2 separate regions of the Danio rerio genome follow, and region 2 is linked to region 1. The links are chromatin contacts, called in public Hi-C maps. All regions are on one chromosome and are shown on one strand. Each heading gives the region's core, a stretch centred on a gene start, on an enhancer-like site or on the middle of the called end of the contact. The rest is flanking DNA. Distances are from core to core; before and after follow the strand shown. Region 1 has its middle 110 kb from the start of arhgef7b. Region 2 holds the start of LOC100002818 (serine/threonine-protein kinase pim-2-like).

Region 1 (6,150 bases), core at 1,289-3,788:
ACCGAAATAACAGCGCTTTGTATCGCTGCCAAGGCCTCTTCAGATTTATGATGTCCAATTACAAAGGAGTGCGCGACCACCTATTTTCCATTAGCCTATCAAAATCTTTAGTGCTTGTTTGTGAATAGGTTATCAAGCCTTTCAGAGCGGACAATGAATTTATAACCCCCTAGCAATTCCCAGATTCTCCTTTAATGCTGGGTCTTTAAACTACGTGGTTCTCTTTCTCCTACTTCACGAGCACGCGCACTTAAAAGCACAGGTATTAGATGCTTAGATTCAATAAAACCAGCAACAGTTATCTTTATTATTTTGGTCTGTGTTCTTAGACAAGCATTTTTTGTTTTGTTGTCAGGGGGATATTTGCTCCCACAGATTGGTTTAAATAGAGACTATCTGGCACTTAATCTGTTTTTTTTATTTCCTCAAGCTCATCTGGAGAGTTGCTGGCGACTGCGGTGGTGGATCTAACAGTCCGTCCCGTTTAAAGAAAGTCGAGCTGATCTTATTCTGTCATGTTTGCTGGCAAGTTGCCCTCGGTCTATGACAGCTAAATAACACGGCAGTGGAAAATAACCCAGAAAAGCGGCACCAGCTTCAGAGAGACAGATCTAGAGGGAGGAGAGCTTTTCCACACAGACGTGAAGCTTTCTTTAAAGCAAGATGAGGGTTTAATTTGGGTTTAAAGGGGGGGAAAAAACAATAAGAACTTTAAAATAATCTTTCAAATAGCTTTAGGTATTTGCAAAAAATTAGATGCATTCAACTTGATAACTAAATTGTCATAAAAATTGCTATTGATTATAATTCAGGTTTTTTATAAATAGAATACATTTTTTATATATTAAAACAGACAAATTGTCAAATTAAATGTTTACATTGGAATAGGCCTAATAGTAATAACACTTTAATGAAATTCTTGACATTTTAATAAATATTTGGTGAGCATAAATGACTTCTAGATTTTTGATCAGAAAAGCAGACCTACTGTAAATCATAATTATAAAATGTTTGGAAACATTTTTCAAATAAAAACTTGATAATTTAAAAGATTTTTCCCCTAGAAATTAAAGTTAAAACATCGGTACTGTTTGTTACCACTAATATAAACATGTTGGAAAACAGTAAATTTTTCCTTATTTTATGCATAAAAAAAGCTCTAATGACAAAGAAATCTTTAAATTTGGAATAATCAGTAGTTTACAGAATTAAAAAACAAAAAAATCTGATTCATAAACTATAAATCAAACTGAAAATTAAATAAACAAAAAAATGTAATGTGCTTTCTTAATTTCTTTTATTATATACACGTTCCATTAAATGTGTTCCATTAAATTCTGCAGAATGCAAGATTTCTGGAATTATTGCAGAGACCATTATGGAGTGAAATTGTATCATATTAAGTTTTTAAGGTCTGAGATAGATTTAAGTAGTCAGGAGCAAGACATTTTACCAATTGGAAGGTTAATAAAGAATAATTGTATTAAATTATTTATACATCTCAAACGTTGCAGCATAATTTTAACATTTACAAAATCTAACCCGATACCTCAGCTACAGTGCTCTGCATAATTGAGTACACTCCATTTCAAAAAAATTTATATTTTGATCCATTTCTCTGTAAATATAGACATTTTCTATTTTGGTACATTTAAACAAAACAGATATATTAAACAGATATGTTTATTAATATATTTTAGTCACTGAACATATTTAAAAATTGAAAGATCATACAATTAAATTCAAGCTAAATATTGCGAAAATGAATTACAACCTACAAAATTTCAACTTAATTTGCAATTTTTTGCTTTTCTTGATTTTTTTTTATTTGTATTTAATATTTTTTATAACATAAATTTAGGTGTACTCGTTTGTGGACCGTTATCGTAAGTTCTTTTGTTAGATAAGTTCCAGTTCTGGCTTCAGTACTGATTAATTTAATGTATTTCACATATATAATATTGTATATATTGAAAAGAAAGGTGTACTTATATATGCTGAGCACTGTACCTTAATATCTATAAATAAGGAACAAATTAGGAATTCGCTAGAGCAAAAGAGTCAAAGTTATTGCTTGACCAATAGCAAGAAGTGAGCCTTAAAATAAAGGGTAACTGAGAATTCTCCTAAAGTAGCGCTATGTCAGATTTTACCAATATCGTGCAACCCTAAAAGATGATAGATAGATAGATAGATAGATAGATAGATAGATAGATAGATAGATAGATAGATAGATAGATAGATAGATAGATAGATAGATAGATAGATAGATAGATAGATAGATAGATAGATAGATAGATAGATAGATAGATAGATAGATAGATAGATAGTATGATTGAATTGTGTAAATCATATTAATTTTGAAGCATCAGACATTTAGATACCTGTCTCTTTTGCCTTTAAAAAAAACGTGGGGGTGTATACTTTTTAGCAGGAGGCGCGGGAGGGTGAAAAAGGCAGAGCAGGCGCCATCGGCTGCCATGGCAACCACTGGTTGAGTTTGGGGCCTGCTGTGTCACGGCCATTTCTCCGACACGGTTTAAGAGGCTCAGTGGTTGGTCACATCTCAGTTTTAGGAGTTTCTTTCCTTGTCCACCTCATTGTCCCTTTTCTAACTGCCACGTGTTGTCAGGCAATCAAAAAGCGAACAAGGAAAAAGAGCCGAGACGGTGCAGGAATTCACACAGACAGCACTTAAACTTCAGCAGGCCTGCCTGGTTTTAACCCTTCCAGTACACCTGCGGGCGGATGTGGAAAAGCCTGCACGGACCAGCTAATTGTGCTGGATCTATAGATCAGGCAGGCGGCTGTCCACGGGGATAATTGTGCTAAAAGTACTGTGCTGTTTGCTCCCGCTGCGGTCCGCTATGAAAGCACCTTTTTGCACATGCAATTCAAGCCAGAGCGCCTGTGGAAAACAAATGTGCTCGGGTCGCATTGTGTTTGGCATTGGGGTTTCACCCACGGTAATAAAAACGTCTGATTCTGCTAGACGGCACCGGATGGTGGCAGTGGCATCAGACCAGTTGGAGACCTGTTTACAGTAATCTGTTTACAGCTCCTGCATTTGCGCACAATGTATAAAATAGTAGGACGCCTGATAGCGGCCAATTCTGCTACATTCAATGGAACGCTGCACGCTTTTCCAGAGCCTGCACTTTCTATGCTTCATGTCACAATAGACGCCATGTAGAGCGTGCTGCAGAAAGTCGAGGTATTATTAGCACTGCATTTGAAATGTGCGCAGTGAGGATCGGTTTTATTTATGTGAGCTTCGGTTTGAGTTTGGGGTGTGCTGCCCAACAGGAAACTGAATTATTGATGACAAACATATGTTCTCCTTGAAAAATAGCAAAGAAAAAAATTCTACAATTGCAAATTTCGAAGAGCAACATACTCTCTATGTTTACATGTCTATAATGGAAAAATGATCGCAGTGTATATCATCAGCCCACACTGAATGGTGTATATGCACACAACTCGTTTAATTTTCAGCCAGCCAGTCTCAGCGCTTCCGGTCAACTGTCTCTCCATTGTAAAATCGCCACGTTTAAGGTCTGATTTCCTTAAAATCTGTGATCTTCACTGCCTGATATATATACGATGTGAAGTGGGTCTCAGAATTTACAAGAAAAACACTGAATTAAATTACATGTCGTCCCCCCCCCCTCCCAACAACATGTCTTTAAAATGACACATTATTTTACCCCAGTATTTTCAATGTAGCTTCTGCACTTGCCTGCTGGTACTGATGGCTTACATGATCTTTCATCTCGTTTTACGATTGAACAACTAAATAAACGCTTAAGTCTATCTAATTGAATGTATTTGAATTACATTACAACATCAATGCTGTAAAAGGAACTGTATGAAAATTAAAAATAGTCACATTAAGCTTTCACCAGAGGTTAATCGTTGACTGAAAAACACTAGCTGTGCATAGAGTTTATACTGATCAACATAGAAAATAAAAAAAGCATATATAAGCATGTGTTATCTTTCAATTTCTCAATAAGTTTGATGACTAAAATATTATTTAATAAATATATCTGTTTAATAAATCTGTCTTTTTTAATGAACCAAAATTCATTGCCTATATTCACTGAGAAATGGATCAAAAAATCATTTTCAAAATGGGGTGTACTCAATTATGCTGAGCACTGTAGGTTCTCCTGGGATTTTATTTTTTTATTGCCTTTATTATTACTATTATTATTATTATTAATATTATTTTTATTATCATTATTATTAGTAATTTATGGTTTTATGGCTACTTTTATTTTTTACCTGTTAAAACTGTAAGCATGTAAATTCACAAACGTGCCATTTAATTTTTAATTGCCTTGTTTATGCTTTTAGTCTAAAAAAAACCATTAATATCAACTGCCTTACTATAAACCCACAAGTACCGTTATTTACTGTTTAAGGTAACTCATTGAAAATGATAATTCTCTTCTGGTAGCCTATACTGGACAAGCGCAGGTAACTAAATGATTGATCATTCTAGTGAGAACATACTCTCTCTGTTTGCATCTCTACAATGGAAAAATGATCACAGTGGATATCATCAGCCCACACTGAATTGTGATGAACTTAGAAGATTATTTCTAATTTGTAATAAATGTTAACAATCATGATGTAATTTGAGCAAACCAGAACACTCATTTGATATAGGTTCTCCTGGGATTTTTTTAATTGTCTATATTATTATAATTTTTTTTATATTATATTTTTATGGTTTTATGGCTACTTTTAGGCAAGCTGTTTAAACTGTAAGCATGTAAATTCACAACGAGGCATTTTATTTAATAGCCTTGTTTATGTTTTTAGTGTAAAACAAAAACATTAGTATCAACTGCCCTGCTATAAACCCACAGGTAGGCTAACGTTACCATTTGTGAGGTAACTTATGCTTGAATTTACAATTCTCCAAAGGTATCCTACTGAACAAACGCGTAACTGAATCATTGATGACATATAGATATGCGTTCTCCATTAAACAGACAATGTCACTTGTTACTAGTGAGAACGTAATATTTAAAGTGTTAAATTAAAAGCATAAAAATAATGCAAAAATAATAACAGTCCATGTCAACTGACAGGAAAGTTAAGGTTTACTTGAAAGGGAATTTTCTAATGTAGATAACCCAAACACTACTTAATTTGTTCTCCCATTATTTTATTCAACTGTCATGTATACGCATGTGTCATTAGCCCCTTTCACACAAACAGACCTTTCCGGAAAATAACCGGTATCACTGTGTGAAAGGGGCTCTTGTCTTATTAGACTCTGGAAACACTTACTGCCATTCTAAATAAACAATGTTTGATGGGAAACAATGATGGGAAATGCTCTTTATCTGAACATGTAGGCCAACTTAACACATGCTGTAGATCTGATTGCATCGTTAGTACCTAAATTTACAATGTAAAGCCAAAGTTTAAATCAATTACCTTTCGAAACCAACTTTGTTTTGAAGAGGCGTTCAACGGTCGGCGTCAGGTGCAGTAATATTTGAAAGAGCAATGCCGCCCTCTTCTGGTGAGGATACATTACTGATTCAAAACAACTGGGCTAACATTTGTGACCCTGAACCTCAAAAGCAGTCTTTTGTGTACGTTTTTGGAAATTTTGGATTCTGAGGTTAAAAAAATTACGATTGTGTAGAACATACACACACACACACACACACACACACACACACACACACACACCTAGATGATTATTAATGAATCATTGTAAATATACTGATTATTATTGTTTTTCTTTTTTTATTTTACTGTTTTATTCTAAAAATGTACCGTTTATTCTGATCTATTTGTGTATTGAAATGTATGAATAATTAATGTTGAATAATAATATAATATATTGAATTATAATGTGATATATTGAATATGATGTATTGTTGATATTTTATTTAATCATTATATATAAATATCTTTTTTTTTACTACTACTATTTACTATGTGTACTGTTTTTTTTATTATGTATGTTAATTTTTGTGTAAACTTTATAACTGCTTTGGCAATACATTTGTAACAATTGTCATGCCAATAAAGCAATTATTGAATTGAATTGAATTGAAATCAGATGTTGAAGTTTAAAACGTACCGTGTGCTATTATCATTATGCAAACTCTAACAAGTCTC
Region 2 (6,150 bases), core at 2,279-4,778, 190 kb before region 1:
CAACGCTAATCAAAAGATGACTAACATTCTTCCCCCTTTACCCCACACTTGCAGAGAGTGTGAGAGGCCACTTTCCGAGTGGGGAGTCTGGATGGGTAATTGTGCATGATTAGCAATTTTAATTACCAGGTGCTCGGGGTCCCCTCCCAGAGAGTGTAAACAGGATAGCACTCACAGCTCCTTGAACATCCCACATGACTGTCTGACGCTGAGTGTGTGTGTGTGTGCGTGTGTGTTTGTGTGTTGGAGAAAGACGGTGCAGACAATTAACAGACAATTAAAGGGGGTAGTTCACCCAAAAATGAAAATTTACTCAGCATTTACAGTATTCACCCTCCAAACCTTTATGAGATTCTTCTATTGAACACAAAAGATACTTTGAGGAAAGCTGGAAACTTGTATTTATTGACTTCCATAGTAGAAAACACAAATAGAAATCAATGGTTACACATTTTTAACTTTGTGCACAATAGAAGAAGCTCATAAAGGTTTGAAGGTTTCGTTAAAGGACTTGAGACGCAGAGTGGAGTTGATTGCAATGATGGGATTTGATTCAGGCAAAGAACGGTTCCAGGAATCAGGTAAAACAAAAAACAAAAGGCAATAATAAAATAAACAAGTAAATAATAAGAGTGAGAATGTGGTAAAATCTGAAAACGTGGTAAAATCAGGCAGCTGCGAGGGCTTTTCTTTATCTCGATTGCTTTTGAAAACACTGTCGATTGGGTTTAGAGAAAGAAGGGTTGGTGGTATCGGTCAGTCAGTAAGTCAGTCAGTCAGTCGACAGCAGCCTCTGGTGGATTTAAGAGAAGAGCAGGTGCGAGAGAACTTTGAGATCTCCAAAAAAGGCCACAGCGGCCTCTGGTGGATTTGAAAAAACAAACACTGAAAAAAACGTAGCTCCTTGGACGTTTTTGGCGCTCTCCAGAAATATATAAAGGGGTACATATCAGGGCCGTGCACAGACATTTTGAGGGGCAGGGGCCTAAACCAAAAAAAGGGGCACTAAGTGGGTGGGTTCTTGCTTATACAAATTTTCTAGATGTTGTAAAAGTACAATTAAAAGAAAAAAAAAACAGTACATTGTAATAATTTCAGAACTATTTACCATTTTACATTTTATATTTACCTGTACCTTTAACAACAAAACTTTTTTTTGTCCTGAAAGATCTTGATAAGCTCATCTTACATATATGTGATTCACATTTACACATTGCCGATAATAACAGAAACTATTTACTGTTGGATGGACAATCTGAACATTTTCTGTCTCCATCACCTTTACTTTGCTGAGTTGACTCTGAAGCAGTTTCATCTTAGAATGAATAACAAAGCATTTACAATATTTAAATTATTTAAATGTCCTTCTATCTTATATGACACTCTAGCATATCCCTTCCAGATTAAAAGTCTTACCTGTACCTGTCTGATTTAGCTCATGCTCAGTGGTCTCTCCCTCACTTTTTGAACCTGCTTCTTCCTCATCTTCAATGGAAAAATAAATATTACCCGTTTAATTTAATATTATACACCATAAATTTATATTAACTTAATATAAACTAAATAAAATAAACTTAATATTAAAATTGCATTTTTTTTACTATTTATAGGCTTACTATTGACATGGTTTTAATAAAATTATTTGCTGTAGCCTGTGATTATAGTGATTATTATGGAAAATATAGGCCTACTTAGTTAGACAAGCACAGCTGAATGTTCTATATGATGATTTACCTGCTGGAGCTTTGAATCCATGTTTTCAGTGTTAAACTACCTTTATTAGCCTTCCTTCGTTCTTTCTCTCTCTGTCTCTGTTTTCAGAAAAATGTTATTTATTTACAGGCTGAAAGGGGCACCTCTGCCAATGGGGGCAGAGGGGCAGTGGCTCTAGCCACCAGGCCACCCCCCTGTGCACGGCCCTGCTCTGCACATTACTGTGCATTCATGAAACATGACAAAAAGTCTTGGTCTGTTGTAAGTTTTTAGTTGTTAGGATCACACAAAATCATATTCTTCCCCTCAGATGCTGTGAAGTGATGGAGTCCAGATGCTACAGGCACAGAAAAAGATGCAGCAATGGAGGAACACAGCGAGCACCTTCCAGGAAGAGCTGGAGGATAGTAGAAATAAAGACTCTAAAATAAAATTTCACTTGTGTTGTCTATATTTCTGTGTTGTTGTTTTTTTATTTATTCTTATTAGATGTGTCTGTTTAACAGTGATGTAAATCTGTTACTATATGCACAATAAATAGTTTGCTTAATTGTAACACTATTGCATCCTCAAATATTGTATTAATTGTGGTTTACAGGTGACTACAACGTCATAAAGTCGTTCAGGTTTAAGTGGACCGGATTTGACTTTTCATTGTGGTACTATTTTTTAACCATGACGCGACGTGAATTGTTTAACAAAACGAGAAACAAGAAAGTTTCCAGCACCAAAAGCCTCCATAAATCAATACGTTTTAAATAATGTTTTATATAATAAGTAAAATCCACTGACAATGATAATATTTTAGCGATTATGTTTTATGTCAAAGAAGAATTTTACTAATTTACAAGAGAGGCATAAAAAGGGAAGGACATTATTCTAATTAATATTATTCAGATGATTTATTATTCAGATGTTATTATTGTTCAGATATTATTATTTATTATTCAGATGGCCAATTTCTGACTAGTGAGGTTATTTGTGCCTACCAGTTTTTAATTTGTCCAATAAATCCTAATACATTTTTTCTTTCTCTTGTGGACTGATAATTTATGGACAATTTTAGCCCAACCCTTCATATTTCTTATTCAATCTTTTATGTTTAAAACACTAATGTCCACTTAATATTGACTGTGATAAACAACTTTAATACATGTTTATATGCTTTAGTAAAATATCACCTCACTGATGACAAATTTGTTTTATTTATTTTTTTATTTTTTACTGACTTCAATAACAAAGATACAAAATCCAATTTTGCACAAAAACAATGATAATAACAGATCAGGATAAATAATATAAGTATATATATATATATATATATATATATATATATATATATATATATATATATATATATATATATATATATATATATATATATAATTAATTTAATTAATTAAAAGAAAAACAAAAGAGAGAAAAATATTTATTTAAACAGATACATAACTCAGATACAGCAAGAGGAAACAAGGATTTATGTATCCTTGATATTTCAAAAATATTTATCATAATAATCCAAGAATATATCACTTTTCTTGTTATTAACTAGTCTAAGAGATTTAGCTAATAAAAACATCAATTTCAATTAAAAAATGTGAAAAAGAAGGCTGCGAATTGGAGAATTTTTGTTTGTGAATAAAATATTTTCCATACAAAATAAAAAAGTTATTAATGTGGTTCTCTGATATATCAGTTTTACCTTCATAGTAACAAATAATATCTTGAAGTTGTAAGTGTCTGGAAGAAGCAATCTCATGACGAATAAATAGAACGAGGAGAAGGCCGTTACGTCATAGCCGACAGAATTCCTCAGAGTGACAAACGAACGAGTACAGTGAACAGTGATTTAATGACTTTAGCGACTTGTTTTGCGTCTCAAATGGAAAATAATAAGTCAACTGTGTTTTTTCATCGAGTTAAAAAGATCACGACTGACTTTGTCAACAATAATCATCAGAGTGACACGATGGCTTCTCCTACACCTTGTACCACGACGAGAAGCCCAACAGGTGAGATGAGAGTTTACAAAAACGGTGTATTCCCCACCTATTATTTAATAAAAACTATAATAATAATAATATATCGCCATATAACGAAGCTTACCGACTTAAGAGTCAAATATTCAACCTCTCGTGATTGTAATGATTTCGTGTATATTGTATATTTTCTGACTTTGGGATTGAGGCCTGCTGCCATTTTATGTATTGACATTCTGGCTTTAAAGTTTCTCCTTTCCACTCAACAGAAATTGTGCCTCGCTAACGTTACTGATACAAAAAAACATTCTAATATTACTTTAATTTAAACTTTATGTGTAGACCTGCGCAGTAATTTTCTTAGTTTTTCATGGTGTGGAGGAATATTTGTTATATTTGAGCAAACTGAGTGAGAATATTATATTTAAGGCTTTTATTTGTTAAAGCAGGGATAAATTAATACAATTGAGGGAAAGTTGGTTTTATATTCACACATTCTGACTTTCTTCTTAAAAATATAATAACAGAAATATTGTTTCAAATTCTAAATGGGAAAATCATATTAACAGCCAAATTACTATCATTCTACAACATTGTTTACAGTCAATTAATTAGTTGTAACTCTGATTTAAAGTCTTACATGCTATTTCACACTCAGTATTCAAATTAGCATGGTAAACAACATGGAGACAGTTAAATTAACAAATATAAACCCAATTTTACCTCCATAATAATAAATGTGTATAGCTCTGTTTCTCTAACTGAAGTTCTGGAGCCAGACTTCTCTTTTCATTTGAAATTCTAAGACTGATTGTTAAATGTTTTAAGTTATAATTTACTCACAGATTTCATAACTGAAGATCCAGAGCGTGAGAAATTGTTCACTTTGAGTTTGACGATTGCTAATGGAAAGCTGCAAAAATATGGATTTTGTTTTTATTATTTTTTTGTGGTGGAGAAGTGGTGCTTGATTGAAAAACATCGATGTAGATGTGGCACCCACTGACAAAAAAATAAAAGGCTTCATAAATTTGATTAAACATTGTGATGGTGATTGTTAATAGCTCAAACTAAAACTATAATAAAATATTCTATAAATCAGAATTTTGACTCAAAAATGAGTTATTATAATGGTTTGCATTTCGTGTGAGCAGGAGTGAAATGTTTATTTTTGCAAAACAGTTGCTTATAGGATTTTTCCTAATGTCTAAAATGGATGACTTACCGACTATTTGTCAGGTTGTATTTGTCATTTTACGTCATAGAAATGATTTGCAATTCCAATTAATTATTGTCGTTTTCAAACATTTTTTTATTATAATTGTACATTTATTGTTGATGTTTCTTTTGTGTGATTGTCTTTTATATGTCTTATTTTCAGCAGTTTGTCTATTTTAAACTTGTGGTTAAAGAGTTTTCTAATATTTCCCTGTTCATTTCCTTTACTTCAGAAAACCCAGAGAAAAGGAGGAAAGGGAAAAAAGTCTCTGCTTTCTTTAAGAGAGTATGGAAGGCTGCAAAGCGCCCTTTCCTTAGCTGTGACCAGAGCAGAGTGGTTCCCTTTGAACCACAGTCAGATAACGACTATTTCGAGCACCTGCCTGTTCCAGGTCCCTCCAGGACCGTCGCAGCACATGCAGACCCTGAGCCGGTGTTGTTGCCAGGCCAGGTCTGTGAAGAACCTCAGCCGTTGAGTGTTCCGGGCCCCTCCAGGATCAAGCAAACAGCAGATGTGCCGAATGCAGATCGGGCTCGTCCTGAGTCCTCAACGGCCCTCACAGGTCATGTTGACACTGAGCAGATGCGTCCGCCAGTCCAGGTCTGCGACAGTCTTGAGTCGTTGGCTGTTCCAGGACCATCCAGGATCCAGTCAACGACCATCGCAGATCATGTTGACCCTGAGCAGATGCGTCCGCCAGTCCAGGTCTGTGAAGAACCTCAGTCGTTGAGTGTTCCGGGCCCCTCCAGGATCAAGCAAACAGCAGATGTGCCGAATGCAGATCGGGCCCGTCCTGAGTCCTCAACGGCCCTCACAGGTCATGTTGAAACTGAGCAGATGCGTCCGCCAGTCCAGGTCTGCGACAGTCTTGAGTCGTTGGCTGTTCCAGGACCATCCAGGATCCAGTCAACGACCATCGCAGATCATGTTGACCCTGAGCAGATGCGTCCGCCAGTCCAGGTCTGTGAAGATCCTCAGCCATTGAGTGTTCCGGGCCCCTCCAATATTAAGAAAATGACGGATGCAGATTCGGTCAGTCCTGAGTCGCCTCCGTCTGTTCAAGACCCCTCTAAAATTGATGGGACTGGTGGTGAGTCATCCTGAATTTGGTTCATTTTATTTTGCCATCTGTTATTTTTACTCTTTGTTGTTTTTAATTTATAAATCAGACAGTGTCATTTGTTGTACTGTTGGTTGTGTATTAATTATTACAGTGCTAAACATATATGAGTACACCCC

The links. A called contact is a pair of places that touch in the nucleus more often than the background predicts.
Region 2: a Hi-C map of embryo shows a contact between it and region 1, with 2.9 times the contacts expected there. The contact joins the promoter of LOC100002818 here to the enhancer-like site in region 1. A contact is called at or near these places in 7 of 18 Hi-C or Micro-C datasets (caudal fin, embryo and hematopoietic stem cells) and 1 of 4 datasets of contacts at active chromatin or transcription factors (caudal fin).

Annotation. Positions count from the first base shown.
Region 1 is chr1:49,352,664-49,358,813 of GRCz12tu, reverse strand. No RefSeq gene overlaps it. Among named protein-coding and RNA genes, the nearest start is that of arhgef7b, 110 kb to the right of the region's middle. Within about 2 kb of position 2,538, at least 3 of the 62 cell types and tissues checked have an H3K27ac peak or open chromatin away from gene starts, as enhancers often do.
Region 2 is chr1:49,547,654-49,553,803 of GRCz12tu, reverse strand. LOC100002818 (serine/threonine-protein kinase pim-2-like) reads left to right here and starts at 3,528. Exons shown (of 10, transcript XM_073954304.1): 1 at 3,528-3,725; 2 at 5,144-5,620; 3 at 5,872-6,001. The coding sequence starts at 5,423.